3 separate regions of the Sus scrofa genome follow, and regions 2 and 3 are each linked to region 1. The links are chromatin contacts, called in public Hi-C and promoter capture Hi-C maps. All regions are on one chromosome and are shown on one strand. The core of a region is the stretch at or near the end of the contact, and the rest is flanking DNA. Distances in the headings are between cores, read along the strand shown.

Region 1 (5,083 bases), core at 1,339-3,838:
CTGCTGCTCTTCCTCCACCAGGTCGGCCACCAGGTTCAGGCGGCAGGCCCTGAGCGCATCCACCAGGTGGGACACGGCCGCGTCCTCCCTCCTGCTGTTCTTCCAGACTCGCAGCGACTCCCTCACCTGCTCGGTCAGGTTTCGGGGATACTTCTCCTCGATGGCGTCGATCTTGGCGTCAGACACTTTAAGCTGCCGAGCCAGCCGCCTCCAGTCCTTCCCCACGTTGTCGCAGATGATATCAAACGCCGCCCGCAGGTCTGGGGAGGGAAAGAACAGGCTGACTCCTCGAGCTTTGGGGGCGCGAGGAGACGGGCAACCCCGCAATCCCGATGGGCTTCAGGGTGCTGGGTCCGCAAGCGGTCCTCCCGCGGGGGCCGCCGTCACCCAGTAGCAGAGGGCTGGGGCGGCCCCAGAAACATGTGCCCTCCGTCTTAGTACGGAAGCTGCCCTGACTGACACCGTCTCTGGTCCCTGGCTGCCGTGTCCTCGTCTGCTGCATCGTCACTGCTGGGGTGAGCACCACAGACTCACGTGGCAGGAGAGGAGGAGGAATGATTCCTGCTGAGGCTCCTGCAAGCTGCACCCCAGCCCCGAGGCCTGAGCCGCCGTCGGCCTGGGTGCTAACACCTCCAGCCCGGACAGCCCTGGGACGGGGGCACCTGTGTCACCATGCCCATCCACACAGGGCACGTCACTTCCGGAGGTCACACAGCCGGACAACGGCAAAGCCAGGATGTGAAACCTGGCTGGTGTGGGGCCAGAGCCCCCTCTTAACCGCTATGCAAAAACGGCCCCTTATCAACCCGGCTGGACCAGCGGTTATTCTTCCGGTGTAACTTGCTCCATAAATAAAACAGACAGACGTAAACCATATAAACCTCAACTGTCACGAGCTATATTTTGGGGGCTGCCTTTTAATTTGATCAGAATTCTCCCTCCTCACTGATTCTCCTCGATAACAATTTGTGTGTCCTGTCTTGTTTGTTCGGCACTGCTGCGTGCCTAGTACGTCTGTCTGTGTATAAACCTGAAATTGGCTGCTCTCAGGCAGTCGTGCTGCCCAGCTTGCTACTCGCAAGCACCAGTCCCAATAGGATGCCCGCGGTGTCACATTTACATCCTTTTTTGGGTCAGTGACCACATGACTAATTCCAGGCCACAGCTTCAGGCCTGTGACATGTCCTCAAGGCACTGTCCACCCGGCTCCCTGGGCTCTGGGAACACAGAGGTGGCTGAGAATCCCAGCTACCCTCGGGTCTCTCACTGCTGGAAGCCCCTGCAAGCGCAGGGAGGGTGGAAAGAAGCCCAAAAGCAGCATGGTGGCTACAGTCACCCAGGGCGGCCAGGCGGCCCCCTTCAACCCTACGGGCTGCTAGTTACAGGCTGAGTATCTTGGGCACGTCACTTAACACCGCTCTCAGCCACAGTCCTTCCCATAGGAAATCAGGAATAGTAAGAGATGATGCTACCTAACAGGCTCATTGTGCAAATTAAACACATAAGCTGCAGAGTTCCCACTGTGGCTCATTGGTAACGAACCCAACTAGTATCCATGAGGATGAGGGTTCGATCCCTGGCCTCGCTCAGTGGGTTAAGGATCTGGCCTTGCCACGAGCTGTGGTGTAGGTTGTGCAGTGGAGGCTCGGTGGCCAGCAGCTACAGCTCTGACTCCGGCCCCTCGCCTAGGAATAGGAGCCCCCTGTTAAAGATTTATGATCACAGTATTTTCAGCCAGAGGAGAAGGACATTAACTGGGCAGACAAACCCCCCAGAGGATGCCCAGGAGGGCCGAATTCCCCCACCTGGGAGGTGAGCGACGCCCATTTCTTTCGAGTAACTTCTAATATGTACACCGGGACAAAACACTGAGGCTGGGGTGGGTGTCCGTGCTCAACAGCCTAGGAAACGTTAGCTTTTCGGAGTTTTCGTTCTCTTATCTGCAAAGCGGGCATGTCACCCGGCTCTCAGGAATGCTCAGAGAAAACACAACCCGGAAAAGCAAACCGAATCCGGAAAAGATTAGGCGCAGGGAATAGCGAAACCACTGGAGGGCCACCCCCCCCGCGCGGCCCGCCCGCCTCCCGGGCCCCGCCCTGCCCGTCCCCCACCCCGTCCCCCGGCCCCACCTCGCCCCTCCGGCCCCGCCCGCCCCCCGCGACCCCCGGCCCCCGCCCCCACCTCGCTCCTCCGGCGCCGCCCCGCCCGCCGCGCCCGCCTCGAAGGCGTCCAGGCGCCGCAGCAGGTCCTGGCGCCGCAGGGAGACGAGCAGCTCGCGCAGCAGCGCAGTGTGCTCGGGACTCAGCTCGTTCTGCTCCAGGAGCACGGAGAAGAGGTCCACGCCGCTCTGCACGCGCTCCAGCTTCCTCTTGCCCACGCGTCCCTGGCACAGGAACTTGAGCTCGGTCAGCTCGCTGCTTGACAGGCTGGCCGACACCGAGTGCAGCAGCACCAGGAACGGGTCCATGGCGGCGGGTGCGGGCTGCTGCCCGCTCGCCGGCCCGCGCTCCGGCAGACCGGGTCCCCCGCCTCCTCACGCGCCGGAGCTCCTCCGTCTGGCAGCCGCAGCTCCCACTTTGCCCGCCCTGCGCCCCGCCACCGGAAGTCTGCCGCAAACCCGCTTTCTCTCGCGAGAACGCCCCCGACCCGCGCATGCGCCCCGAGCCCAACCGTGGACAGCTCCTCCCGGGAGGCGTGCGCGGCCGCAAGGGGGCGCTTCGGACACGCTGGCGGAGGGGCCTTGGGACGGCCTCTGCGCCTGCGCCCTGCCGACCTTCTCCCTCCGGGTTGGCCTGTGTGGCCTTGGGGGTCCCGAGAGCTAGGGCCCCTGCTGGGGGGCACCCGCCTTCGTTTCCTGTGGAGTGTTGCACTGCGGATGCCGATAATAAATGCATTTCTCTATTAACATTTGCGAAAAGGCCTGTCCTTTGGTGCCCCCTGGACTTCTGTGTGCAGTAAAAACTTCAGAGGTTTTAGCGTTTCATAAATACTTGATTTTTAATGTTACCGTCATTATTTTCGAATGCTTATTAACGTTTATTAAGCGCCTACTGTCTGCCACGCAGTAGGTTCTGGAGACAAATTTGGGAACAAAGTGCGGAATTCCCCCCTGCCCGGAGCTTACAGCATCAGTACCCAAAGTTACGTAATACAGGTCAGCAAGACAGAAGTTAGCAGGACCCAGGGCCAAGGGGAGGGGGGGATGGGAGTGTGGCGGGGGGGCGGGGTCAGAGTCGGCCTCCTGCTGCAGGTGCGGGGAAGAGGAGGCAGGTGCGCAGGTGAGCCCGGAAGAGGGCGGGGCGGGGCGGAAGCCAGGGCAGAGGCACGGGGAGGGGGACGAGGTGGCGGGAGCCGAGCCTGGGAGGCAGGGCGTGGTCGGCAAGGGGAAGGCAGGAATTAGGAGCCGCCAGGTTGGGCTTTACTGCTCCAGAGATAAGCCCCTGCAGGGGAGGAGAGGAGGGGTGAAGCCTTTTATAAGTTACCTGGGGGTAGGGGTGGGGAATGAATATGTATATATTAATGTATATTAGATATAAAATCGAGGTGCAATTCACGTTCCCTACAACTCACTGCTTTACAGTGTACAATGTAGTCATTTTTAGTATATTCATAAAGTTCTGTAACTGCCACCATTAGCTAATTTTAAAACATTTTCATCACCCAGGTGGAAACCTGGTACCCATTAGCAGTCACTTCCTCCTTCCTCCCTCCCCACTCCTTTCTCCAGCCCCTGGCAACCGCTAATTTACTCCTGACTCTTTGGATTTGACTCTTCTGGACCTTTCGTGTAAGTGGAACCATACACTGCTTGGTCTTTTGTGCCTTTTTTTTTTTCCCCCCTGCACCAGCAGCATTGCAGAACTTCCCAGGCCAGGGACTGAAACTTAGCCACAGCAGTGATGACACTGGATCTTTAACCCACTGCGCGGGTGGGGAAATCCACTGTGCTTGGCTTCTTTAAATGAGCGTGACATCTTCAAGAGTCATCCGCGTTGAAGCATGTGACAGTACTCTGTTCCCTTGTGTGGCTGGACCGTATCTGTGTGTTCAGTCGTCAGTGGATGGACCTTGCGGTTTGTTCCGCCTTTTGGACCATTGTCGATAATGCTGTGAGTTCTCAGTTACATTTTATTTATTTATTTATTTTTGGTCTTTTTTTTTTTGTCTTTTAGGGGTGCACCCGCAGCATATGGAGGTTCCCAGGCTAGGGGGCCAATCAAAACTGTAGCCGCTGGCCTACGCCAGAGCCACAGCAACTCGGGATCTGAGCCGCGTCTGCAACCTACACCACAGCTCACGGCAACGCCAGATCCTTAACCCACTGAGCAAGGGCAGGGACCGAACCCGCACCCTCATGGACCCTAGCTGGGTTCGCTAACTACTGAGCCATGACAGGAACTCCCTGAGTTACATTTCAAAAGACTCAGTGGGGGAGTTCCAGTCGTGGCACAGTGGAAACAAATCCAACTAGGAACCATGAAGTTGCGGGTTTGATCCCTGGCCTCACTCAGTGGGTTAAGGATCCAGTTTTTCGGTGAGCTGTGGTGTAGGTCACAGACACGGTTCAGATCTGGTGTTGCTGTGGCCGTGGCGTAGGCTGGCGGCTATCACTCCAATTAGACCCCTAGCCTGGGAACCTCCATATGCCGCGGGTGCGGCTCTAAAAGCACGAAAGACAAAAAAAAAAAAAAAAAAAAAAAACAACCCAAAAAACAAAAGACTCACTGGGGAGAATGTAGGGGATACCACAACAATCCAGGTGAGAGGTGAGGGTACTTGGAGCAGGTGCACTGGAGGGATGAGAAGGCAGCAGGCTGTTTTTTTTTGTTTTGTTTTTTGTTTTTGTTTTTTTTTGTCTTTTTGCCATTTCTTGGGCCACTCCCTCGGCATATGGAGGTTCCCAGGCTAGGGGTCGAATCGGAGCTGTAGCCACCGGCCTACGCCAGAGCCACAGCAACGCGGGATCCGAGCCGCGTCTGCAACCTACACCACAGCTCACGGCAACGCCGGATCATTAACCCACTGAGCAAGGGCAGGGACCGAACCCGCAACCTCATGGTTCCTAGTCGGATTCGTTAACCAC
Region 2 (5,083 bases), core at 1,467-3,966, 410 kb after region 1:
ATTATCGCTGGTTTACAGTGTTCTGTCAATTTTCTACTGTCCAGCAAGGTGAGCCAGTCACACATACACGTATACATTCTTTTTTCATAAGTGACTAGATATGGTTCCCAGTGCTACCCAGCAGGATCTCATTGGTCATCCATTCCAAAGGCAATTGTCTGCATCTGTTAACCCCAAATTCCAATCCATCACACTCTCTCCCCCTCCTCCTTGGCAACCACAAGTCTATTCTCCAAGTCCATGATTTTCTTTTCTGTGGAAAGGTTCATTTGTGCCATATATTAGATTCCAGATATAAGTGACATCATATGGTATTTGTCTTTCTCTTTCTGACTTACTTCACTTAGTATGAGAGCCTCTTGTTCCATCCATTGTTGCTGCAAATGGCGTTCTTTTGTTCTTTTTTATGGCTGAGTAGTATTCCCTTGTGTATATAGACCACATCTTCCTAATCTGTCGATGGACATTTAGGTTGTTTCCATGTCTTGGCTATTGTGAATTGTGCTGCAATCCATTCTTATTTCATTCACCTGTCTATTCGTTTTGGGGGCCACATCCTAGGCATGCAGAAGTTCCCAAGGCCAGGGATCAAACCCATGCCACAGCTGTGACCCAAACCACAGTAGTGATGACGCCAGGTTGTTAACCACTAGGCCACCAGGGAACTCCTACATTTGTCTAATCTCGAACAGACATGCTACAGTATTCTTCTAGAGACTTTATCTTTTCATATCTGGTATGACAATTCTTCCATTTCATTTTCTCTCTGAAAAACATCTTAGGCTGCTCTCGCTGTCTGAAATGGACATCATTCAGTCTATGGAATGTGGATCTCTCTAAAAAAATCCCTTTCACTTAAAAAAAAAACCTTATTCTTATCGGTTTATTCATCCAGATGAAATTTAGAATTTTGACACATTTCCCCAGATCATGTAGAAACTGCTTTTGTGTTTCTGCCCAACCGGAGCGGCGGATATAGTTTTCTTCATATAGGTTCTGCTCAAATCTTGTTATTTTGAATAAATTTATTGTGACCATGGCAAAATGGATGTCCCCAGTCATCTCTGTTCAGGTGACTACCAGTTATTGTTACAATAACATAAAGCAAGGGATTTGCTTAACGGTACTTTCTTGTCTTTTTTTTTTTTTTTTTTTTGATAATAAGACTTCTTGCTTAATTTTATTGTATTAGGCCTCCTTGATGTGTTCAATGGCAGGTGATAAAAGCCATCCTGGAAGTTCCCATCGTGGCTCAGCAGAAAACGAATCTGACTAGTATCCATGAGGATGCAGGTTCGATCCCTGGCCTCACTTAAGGATCTGGCATTGACGTGAGCTGTGGTGTAGGTCGCAGACGTGGCTCAGATCTGGTGTTGCTGTGGCTTGTGGCGAAGGCTGGCAGCTACAGCTCTGATTTGACCCTTAGCCTGGGAACCTCCATATGCCGTGGGAACAGCCCTAAAAAGAGAAAAAGAAAATAAAAAGAAGGCCATCCTGTTTTACTTCTGATTTTAATCAGAATGCATTTGGTATTTCCTATCTATGCTCCACTGTCATTGATAGTTTGAAGTACCTTTTAAAAACCGTGTTCAGGGGAGTTCCCGTCGTGGCTCAGTGGTTAGAATCCGACTAGGAACCATGAGGTTGCAGGTTCGATCCCTGGCCTTGCTCAGTGGGTTAGGGATCCGGCCTTGCCGTGAGCTGTGGTGTAGGTTGCAGACGCCGCTGGGATCCCCGAGTTGCTGTGGCTGTAGCGTAGGCTGGTGGCTACAGCTCCGAATGGACCCCTAGCCTGGGAACCTTCATATGCCACGGAAGCGGCCCAAGAAATGGCAAAAAGACAAAAAAATAAAATAAAATAAAAACCGCGTTCAGAAAGTATCTTGTCATGGAAAGGATGAGAAGGGGGTATGCTTGCTGCTTGAGCAAGCGCACCGGTCGCTCAAACCCTTCCGTTGAGTCTGTTCTGACTCTTCATGAATTATGAATCATTATGCTTTTGCTTTAACAACAACTAATCTCAAGAATCAAGACACAAACTTTTATTTTTTCAAAAGACTCTATAAAGTTTCAAGAACGGATGCCAATATTTACTAATGCCCTTCCCAGCGAGGCCACCAGGCTGTTTCCCTGCCAACAGCGGCTGTTTCAGATCTCCGGGGGTCGAGTCAGCCCTGCGCTTCTTGGACGAAGGTCCCGCAGTCCCTGGATTACTGCGGACGTGGATTTGGTGGCATTTTAGGCGGGAGTCTGACGGCGTCCCGGAAGGTGGCCCCGGGCTGTGGGTCGGGGTCGGCGAGCGCGGGGGCACCGGGCCCCCGTCCCTGGGTGCTGCCTGCATCCCGGGAACTGCCCTTCCTGGAACTTCTCCCCCACAAACCCAAGGGCACAGCATCCTTGTTGGAACCTGGGGAGGCGCTGGTTCTTTGATAACTTTTCCCGTTTCTTCCCTGGTTCATTCCGAGCCGTTTTTGGCAGTTTGGTTGCATCTACTTGGTTTTGTTACAATGAGATCACGAGTCTTGTCCCCGCGGGCAGGTAGCTGCTCCGGGCGGGGACAGAGCAGCCCCCAGCGAGAGCTGGGAGCAGTGCCAAGGGGCCCGGGGCGGGGCCGCACCCCGACTCAGCTCCGCCCTGCGCCGCCGCCGCCGCGCACGCGCTCTGGCCCCGCGCCGGCGCGTGTTGAGCCCTCCCGCGCGCCGTCCTTACCCGGCCTGCCCCGCGCGGCGTTCCCGGAAGTGGGCTTCGCTCTGCCAGCAGCCGGGCCTCGAGTCCGAGCTTCCCGGGTCTGCGCCGTAGCGCAGGGCGGCGGGGCCGACGGGCAGGGCGGGCCGGCTGCCGCCATGGCCGGGACTCAGGACATGTTCGACGCCATCGTGATGGCAGATGAGAGGTGAGTGGCGGGGCTGGCTGGGATTCCCGCGCTTGGCGGGCCGCTCGCGGCCGCTCGGGCCTTGGGGGAGCGCAAAGTGGTCCTGAAGGCGGCTGGAGCGGGAGCCCGAGGTGCCCTTGATTTTCCTTTACGCATCGGCTTTTCGGGGGAGCGCCCAGCTGCTCCTCCAGACCCGCCTCCCCCGGCCCGGGGCTGCCCCACGCATCTGCTCGGCCTAATGAGTGCCTCCCTCCAGGGACGCCGGGGCCGCGGGTGGGACGGGCTTTGCCATCTGGGCGCTGCCCCTTTTCGCTTGTTGCTCAGGGGTCGGACATACGGCAGCATTCACAGACAAGCTGATAAATGTGTCAGGCGTCGTCCTTTCCCCCTTGGGCCGTGCCGGGGGGAGCCGGGGGTTGCTTTGTGCAGTCTTCCAGCGCCCGGCCCGCCAGAGACATCCGTAGATGTCAGTTGGGAGAGAGAGGGAACATCAGACAGTCGTCCGCTGACGTTTCCCTGGAGCTTGCTGTGAATGGGACAGGGAGCAGAGTATTGAACCCCTTTATCTATTTTAATTCTGCTTGTAAAGTAGATCTTATCCGTCATCCTGTCTTTCAGGGCAGGAGGCAAGGTCAACTCCCAGAGCCACACAACGGCAAGGGAGAGCTGTACACGCTCCTCCCTGGGGACTCCAACAAGCTCCTTTCCCTGGGGTGGCTGCATGTTCTGCTGGTGTCCGTTCCCCTGCTGAGCCCTCAAAGCCACAGCCTTTATTATACCACAGGCCCCACAGTCATGGTACGTCTCGTGGTGATCCGATGGCGTTTCTCCCAGCCAGTCTCCAGAGATGCGGCAGAAGGCCCTGTGATAGGTGGCAGAGTGCTTTGAAGCCCTTGACCCAGCACTCTAGCTCACCCACTCACAGAACTGGAGGCTGGCGACCTGGCTGCTGGCTCATCAGCTGAGAAATGTCAAAAAGTAGATTTCCTGGGCCTGACTCCAGACTTGCCCTGACTGGGGAGGCTCCTGGATTTGTATCTTTGGAATTTTCCTGTGTGTCTCTGGTGTTATGCCAGATTTGGGGCTCTCTGGCTTAGCCCCCCTTATAGAAGAGGTGAACTGGGCTTCGGGAGGTTCAGCGATTTGCCAGAGGAAAGACGGAGGGAGGGAGGGAGCAGGGCTTGGAACCTGAGTGAATTCTCTTCTCTTTCTGCTGTTCTGAGTCGGGTCTTGCTGGGTCTTGGGTTGTGGTGGAAGAGAAACGTTTTTCTGGGAAAAGTGCTCTTTTGATTATTTGCTCACACTTTTGCTCCTTCTCTGGGGCAGGTTTCACGGGGAAGGCTATCAGGAAGGCTACGAAGAAGGGAGTGGCTTGGGTCTAATCGAAGGAAGACAGCATGGCACGTTCCACGGAGCGAAAATCGGATCAGAGGTGAGTGTGGACGCCCCCCACTTAGAAAGGAATCCTTTTCTTTTTGTTTCCAGTTTACCTTGATGAGCAGTGTGACTGAGCCACAAGTTTAGGCCTCTTAAGATGGCAGCAGACTAGATGGAGTTTCGATGGAGAAATAGTCTCAGGACGGAACCCGCACAGCACGTCGCTGTGTGGAGATGATGAAGCCGCGTGGGCTGGAGAATGAGAAGACCAGTCCCCCGCCTCCCCAGGTGACATCGAGTGTCTCGGTGCCGCCCTGTGTCTTGAGCCACAGCTGAACCCTCACCCAGAGCGCGCGTGCCCTGCGTCACGTGACAGCATCCATTTGGACTTGCAGTGCAGTTCCATAAGACGCATAGCTTTTCTTTTCCTCTGCCCTTGGTCCTGGATCGGCCCCCACTGACGGGTATCCGGCCCTAAACGGCAGGGTCTTCGGCCGCCACGGCCGTGCCAGCTGTCCCTTGCTGCCGAACGAGGCATCCCCAGACACGGGGGCTTGAGGCAGCCCGCGTCTGTTGTCTCGCACAGATGCGGAGACTCTGTTGTCCGGGAGCAGCCGAGCTGGGAGCTTGCTGCTCAGGGTCCCTTGATGTTGGAGCTGAGCGTCAGCCAGGCCTGCAGTCACTTGAAGGCTTGACTGGGGCCGAAAGAGCCCCTTCTCGATGGCTCGCTTCCCACGTGAACCTCTCCGGAGGGCTGCTTGCGTGTCCCCGTGACCCAAGCCAGCAAGGCAGAGGGGATGTTGTTAATGCCCCGTTTCAGAGTCACGTGCTGCC
Region 3 (5,083 bases), core at 1,657-4,156, 390 kb after region 1:
CCTCACAACTGGGCCATCGCACTTCTCACCTGGGGAGCCGGACACTTGGCGGCGGCGCCCCCTGCTGGCCAGTGCCATCCTTAGCGGTCTTTCTCATATCCCTCCCAGCCCGCAGACCAGGGGTACCAGCAAGCCTGCCCAGGCCCAGCACTGGGAGCACTTGGGTGCAAACCCTTGCTGGCCGTCTGGCCACATCTGTAAGCCCGGGTTTCTTCACATAGAGCTCAGATTCATCACCTAAACTCAGAATTATTCGTCACCTAAACTCTCAGAGCAGTGCCATGACCATGCAATGCCAGGTACACAGCAGCAGCCTCAGCGCGTGGCTGTCATTTTTTTTTTTTTAGGGCCACACCTGTGGCATATGGGGTCTCAGGCTAGGGATCGAATTGGAGCTGCAGCCACCAGACCTCGGGATCTGAGCCTGTCTGCAACCTACACCAATAGCTCACGGCAATGCCAGATCCTTAACCACTGAGGGAGGCCAGGGATTGAACCCACACCCTCATGGATCCTAGTTGGGTTCGTTAACCATGAACCATGAAGACTCGGAGCCACGAAGGGAACTCGGAGTGGCTGTCATTCTTCATGAAGTATGGCCCAGGGACTTTCTGTCCACTCTCTTGTGTGACCACCCCCATACTTCAAGGCTCAAAGCAGACACAAGGAGGCAACAGGCCCAGGCGGTCCATGACCTGCCCAGGGAGTGGCCGAGCATGGATCTGCACTCCAGAGGGTCTGACCCTGGGCCCAGAGCCCCTGCTAGGAGGCCGTACGGACTCCCTGAAAAGCAGCAGCTCGGCCTGGATTTGCAAGCCTGGCAGCCCTGAGTTCAAATTCCAGAGTCACTCGGACATTTTCCTGGGGCCCCCCGTCTGTCTGTTCAGCGGGGGAGGGCAGGGTGCCAGCGGGGGTTAAGCTGAGAGTACCCATCGCGTGCTCAGAACAAGGCCTGGGCATAGGAAGCTGCCGCCTTTGCCAGCTTCCTGAGCTCCCTGGTCACTGTGGCTACTCCTTTCCCACCAAGGCCTTAGGAGGGGGCAGCGGAGGGGTGGGGGGTGGAACCGGAGGCTGCTGGCCCCCCTCCCTCAGCCCCATGTGGGGCAGGGCCCCCAGCACAGCCTCGACCCTCCCTCCCTCCTCAATGCCCCGCATTTATCCAGGATCTTTAAAGCGAAAGCTGCAGGGGAGGGTAATTAAGTTTAATAGGAGCCGCTGTCGATTTAAAGCCACAGGGGGGAAGTAATTAGATTTAACAGAAGCCGCGGCTTTCTGAACCAAGACACGCAGCGTGGGGGTCCCCGGCCTATACAGCGTTCGAGATGATGTCTTTTTGTAAAGACTTTGCCGGTGACATTTTCTGCACGATCGTCATTAACGCCAGTCACTGACTGGGCCATGAACATGGCCTTTGCTCATTGAAATTCACTTGGCCTGGCACCGCTTTCTCTCCTGTGTCTCCACGGTTTGCCCTCCCATCGCCTCTGCCCTGAGCGGCATGGCTTTTCCCCAAAACCAGCCTCCTGGGGCCCCACACCCAGGAGCGGGGAGGGCGCAGGGGTTGGAGGAATAATGAGGAAGAATCAGTGTTGAGCCAAAGCCCTCTAGGACAAACACCCCCTTTCCCGCCAGGGCATCTTCTGGATGCTGGCTCCTTTTTCAGAGCCTCATTAGCGGAGGGAGGCCCTTCATCGAGGTGGCCCCACCCTCGCAGGGCCCATCACTGCCGCTCTGCCCTCCCCACCAGGTAAGGAGCTCCCGGTCTCCCCACCCTGCAAACAGCGCGCCCGGGGATCCCGGGACCAGACCTACTACAAAAGGCACCTCGAAAGCGGAGGACCTTCCCTGCGCCCCGAAAAAAAAAGTCAGTTTCCCAGTCTGCAGCTCGCAAGCCCACCCTGCCACGACCGCCCTGCCAGGTTCGATCTCCGGGGTCCCTCCGTCTTTGCAGAGGCAGGACGGCGACTGGGCGCAGAGCCAGCCGGGGCCGAAACCGGGGCTGAAGCGCCATCTAGCGCTCGCCCGGGCGATTCCATTGTTCCTCCGCGAGCCGAGGTCGCGCTCGGCCCCCAGTTGGGGGACAATTTACCGGGGTAAAAAGCGGCTGCGGGCAGGGATCGCGAGAACATAAAGCCAGAGAACACAGAGGGTCGGAGCTGCAGGGGACATTCTGGTGGCTGGCTTTACCTCTGGAGTTTCGAGGGGTTGGGACCGTGGTGGGAGGGAGTGGATGTGGCTTTTTAGGGGAAAAGGCCCCAAAGCCGAGGCAAGATTTTTCCCACAGGGAGCGAAGGGTTGGGAAGTTCAGTGTCCCCCGCCCCCCCCCGCCCCCCCCAGTCTCCGGCCCCAGGAAGCCTGCTGCGCGCCCCTGCTAGCGCCCCGCGACCAGCGCATTCCCCGGGGACCCCGTGGCCTGGGGCTGGGCTCCGTTGTCGTCTAGATTTCTTTATAAAATCAATCTCGCCCAGCCGAGAGCGACCTGGCTCCAGCCTCGTCCCCGCGCGCGGGAAGGAGCCTCCACCCCCCCAAGCCTCCAGCAAAGCGGGGCCTCCTCCTCCCTCAGATCGGGGCGGCCTGGGCGGGGTCACCCGGGCAGGGCCCTGGGAGGGGCTGGGCGGAGGCGGAGTGTGAGTGGGTGTGTGTGTTGGGGGGCGGAGGGCTGATGCAATCTCGATAAGAAATGCTTAGCGTCTCGGGCTTCCAGGGCGGGTAACAGACGCGCTATATAAGGTCGCCGGCCTCGGGCCGCCGCGCCGTCGGAGCAGGAGCGCTAAGCACCCCGGTGCCCGGGAGCGCACGGCTGCTCTCGCCTCCGCTCGCTCAGCCCCGCAGGGCCTCTCGGCGGCCGCCCAGCCTCTCGCACCCTCCCGAACTGCGCCCTGAGCCCCGAGCCCGAGGGAGGCGCGATGCGGAGCGCTCCGAGCCGGTGCGCGGTGGTCCGCGCCCTGGTCCTGGCCGGCCTCTGGCTGGCCGCAGCCGGGCGCCCCCTAGCCTTCTCGGATGCTGGGCCGCACGTGCACTACGGCTGGGGCGAGTCGGTCCGCCTGCGGCACCTGTACACTGCGAGTCCCCACGGCGTCTCCAGCTGCTTCCTGCGCATCCACTCAGACGGCCCCGTGGACTGCGCGCCGGGACAGAGCGCGCACAGTGAGTGCCCGCCGGGCCCCCACCCGCCACAGTGCCCCTTCCTGCCTTTACCTCCCTCAGCCCCCCACTCCCGGGAACCCCAGGTCTTGGCCCTTCCGCCCCCTCCCGGGATCCCCCGACTGCAGGAGGAGCTGGGGGAGGGGGCGATGCGTGCTTGGACCTACTGCACCCACGCGCTACCCTCCCTCCCCTCGCCCCTCTTCGGCTCCTGCGGACCGACCCCCATTCCTCGGAACGCCAGATCTTGGCACCTGGGTGTCCTCCTCCCTCGCCGGGCCCCCAGACTTCGAGAGGGACTGGGGGAGTTGGGGGGTGGGGCACGGGCCCGAACACCGACCAACCACATCCACGTGTGGTGGGCCTCGCGGGTCGCGGCTGCAGTGTTTTGCTGTCTTCGCGCCCAGGTTTGATGGAGATCAGGGCAGTCGCGCTGAGTACCGTGGCGATCAAGGGCGAGCGCAGCGGCCGTTACCTCTGCATGGGCGCCGACGGCAAGATGCAAGGGCAGGTGAGTGTCTCCGGCCCGCAGGAAGCTAGCTGGGACCGGCGCCTTTGGGGGAGGCGGGCGCCCGGGCTCGAATCCGGGGTTTCCTGGCTTCCTCCTGCTGGAATGCGTGGAGCTGTGAGGCGCACACACACAGCAAGGACCACATGAAGCTAACGTCCGACTTTCTAACATGGAAGTTGAGGGTTGGAGAATGTGAGACCCGCCTTAGCATTTCCACTTGAACCGAAGGGGGGTCCAGTTGGCTGGAGGAAGCCATCCCTGGGCTCTTTGATATGAAATGGGGGAAATCCACCTTGGCCTTTTCGGCTTCGGCCTGTGCCTGCGTGGGGCTTGCCTCCGCCTCCCTCTCTGCAGTTTTTATTTGTTTGCTTTAAAGAAAGGGAAAGGGAGTATCCACAACTCGGATCTTTTTTAAAAAGCAGGTCTTCAAATTAGTCAGTAGAAAAATCACATTTGCGGTGGAAGAGATTTTTAAAAATTAGCTTTTGTGCATCAGAAGCTGTGGGTTTTGCAGCATCCGAATGAGGGTGATATTGCTGGGTCAGTGCTCGTCCTGGGCTGGGGCTCACCTGTACTGCAGAGGCTTTTGGGGGGAGGCCGGCGGCGGGCTGGGAAGGCCCAGGTGACCACAGAGGTCTCAGGGCAGAAAGTGTGCAGAGGCTGGGTCTCTGGTTGCCGGAACAAAGGCTGAGGGTTCAAAGGGAGCCCTGCCCCCGGGCGCACAGAGGAGGCTGTGTGAGGTCCTGCCTGGCGCGGGGCCTCATTGCAGCCCCACTGGGCTGGGGGGCTCCGGATGGAGGAGCGGGGGCCGGGGGGAGGGAGGGCACCGCTTCTCAAGGGGTGCCCCACCATCCAGAAAAAACGGAGACGCCCGCCTCTCTGAATGTAACAGCAGTCTTTTTAGCGTCCCAGTCCTGTTTTGTGGCTCTGGTGCCCATTTATTTTAATTATCCAGAGATTAAAAAAAAAAAAAAAAAAAAAAACCCTGCCTGGTTCAGGTTTTACGGCAGAAACAAGAAAGAAAAAAGGAGGTGATCAGCTTGCTGAAAGCTGATACCCCCGAAGCCACTCCAAACCCGCAGTTGCAACTTTTGTTATTGTGACATTTCCTTTCGCGGGGATGGGGGTGGGAGCCCCAGGAGCAAATGGGTCTGACCCATCCTTCTAATCTGAACTGGGGAGGGGGGGGCAGGGGCTCTTTATCTTAACTCCAGTTCGGCCTCTAGATCCTGTGGCCGTGATTTAGCAAAACTCGAGGTTTAGAGACAACAGCAGCAAATGTCACATTCTCCTAGAAACTCGAACTCATTTCATTTTCTCTTCGGAGAATGAGATGCACATTTCTCCCAAAGAGCCAGCGGAGTGAAACGGTCGCTCTATTTGATTTTAATTCCCTTGTTTATCAATTTACATCCCCCCCCCTCCTGC

What was found. Promoter capture Hi-C pulls out the DNA fragments that hold promoters and counts their contacts. Hi-C and Micro-C count contacts between places; a contact is called where the count stands out from the background.
Region 2: a contact with region 1 is called in a promoter capture Hi-C map of fetal skeletal muscle, with 5 times the contacts expected there. The contact joins the promoter of ORAOV1 here to the promoter of FADD in region 1. A contact is called at or near these places in 2 of 5 promoter capture datasets (fetal skeletal muscle and liver), 2 of 47 Hi-C or Micro-C datasets (epiblast stem cells and mesenchymal stem cells) and 2 of 2 datasets of contacts at active chromatin or transcription factors (alveolar macrophages and skeletal muscle).
Region 3: a Hi-C map of mesenteric adipose tissue shows a contact between it and region 1, with 4 times the contacts expected there. The contact joins the promoter of FGF19 here to the promoter of FADD in region 1. A contact is called at or near these places in 2 of 5 promoter capture datasets (fetal skeletal muscle and liver), 17 of 47 Hi-C or Micro-C datasets (alveolar macrophages, brain, embryonic fibroblasts and 12 more) and 2 of 2 datasets of contacts at active chromatin or transcription factors (alveolar macrophages and skeletal muscle).

The regions. Positions count from the first base shown.
Region 1 is chr2:3,192,232-3,197,314 of Sscrofa11.1, forward strand. FADD (Fas (TNFRSF6)-associated via death domain) reads right to left here and starts at 2,589. Exons shown (of 2, transcript NM_001031797.1): 1 at 2,182-2,589; 2 at 1-260. The coding sequence starts at 2,467.
Region 2 is chr2:3,604,889-3,609,971 of Sscrofa11.1, forward strand. ORAOV1 (oral cancer-overexpressed protein 1) reads left to right here and starts at 2,717. Exons shown (of 5, transcript XM_021082685.1): 1 at 2,717-2,893; 2 at 4,199-4,304. The coding sequence starts at 2,844.
Region 3 is chr2:3,580,121-3,585,203 of Sscrofa11.1, forward strand. FGF19 (fibroblast growth factor 19) reads left to right here and starts at 2,907. Exons shown (of 3, transcript XM_003122420.3): 1 at 2,907-3,147; 2 at 3,552-3,655. The coding sequence starts at 2,907.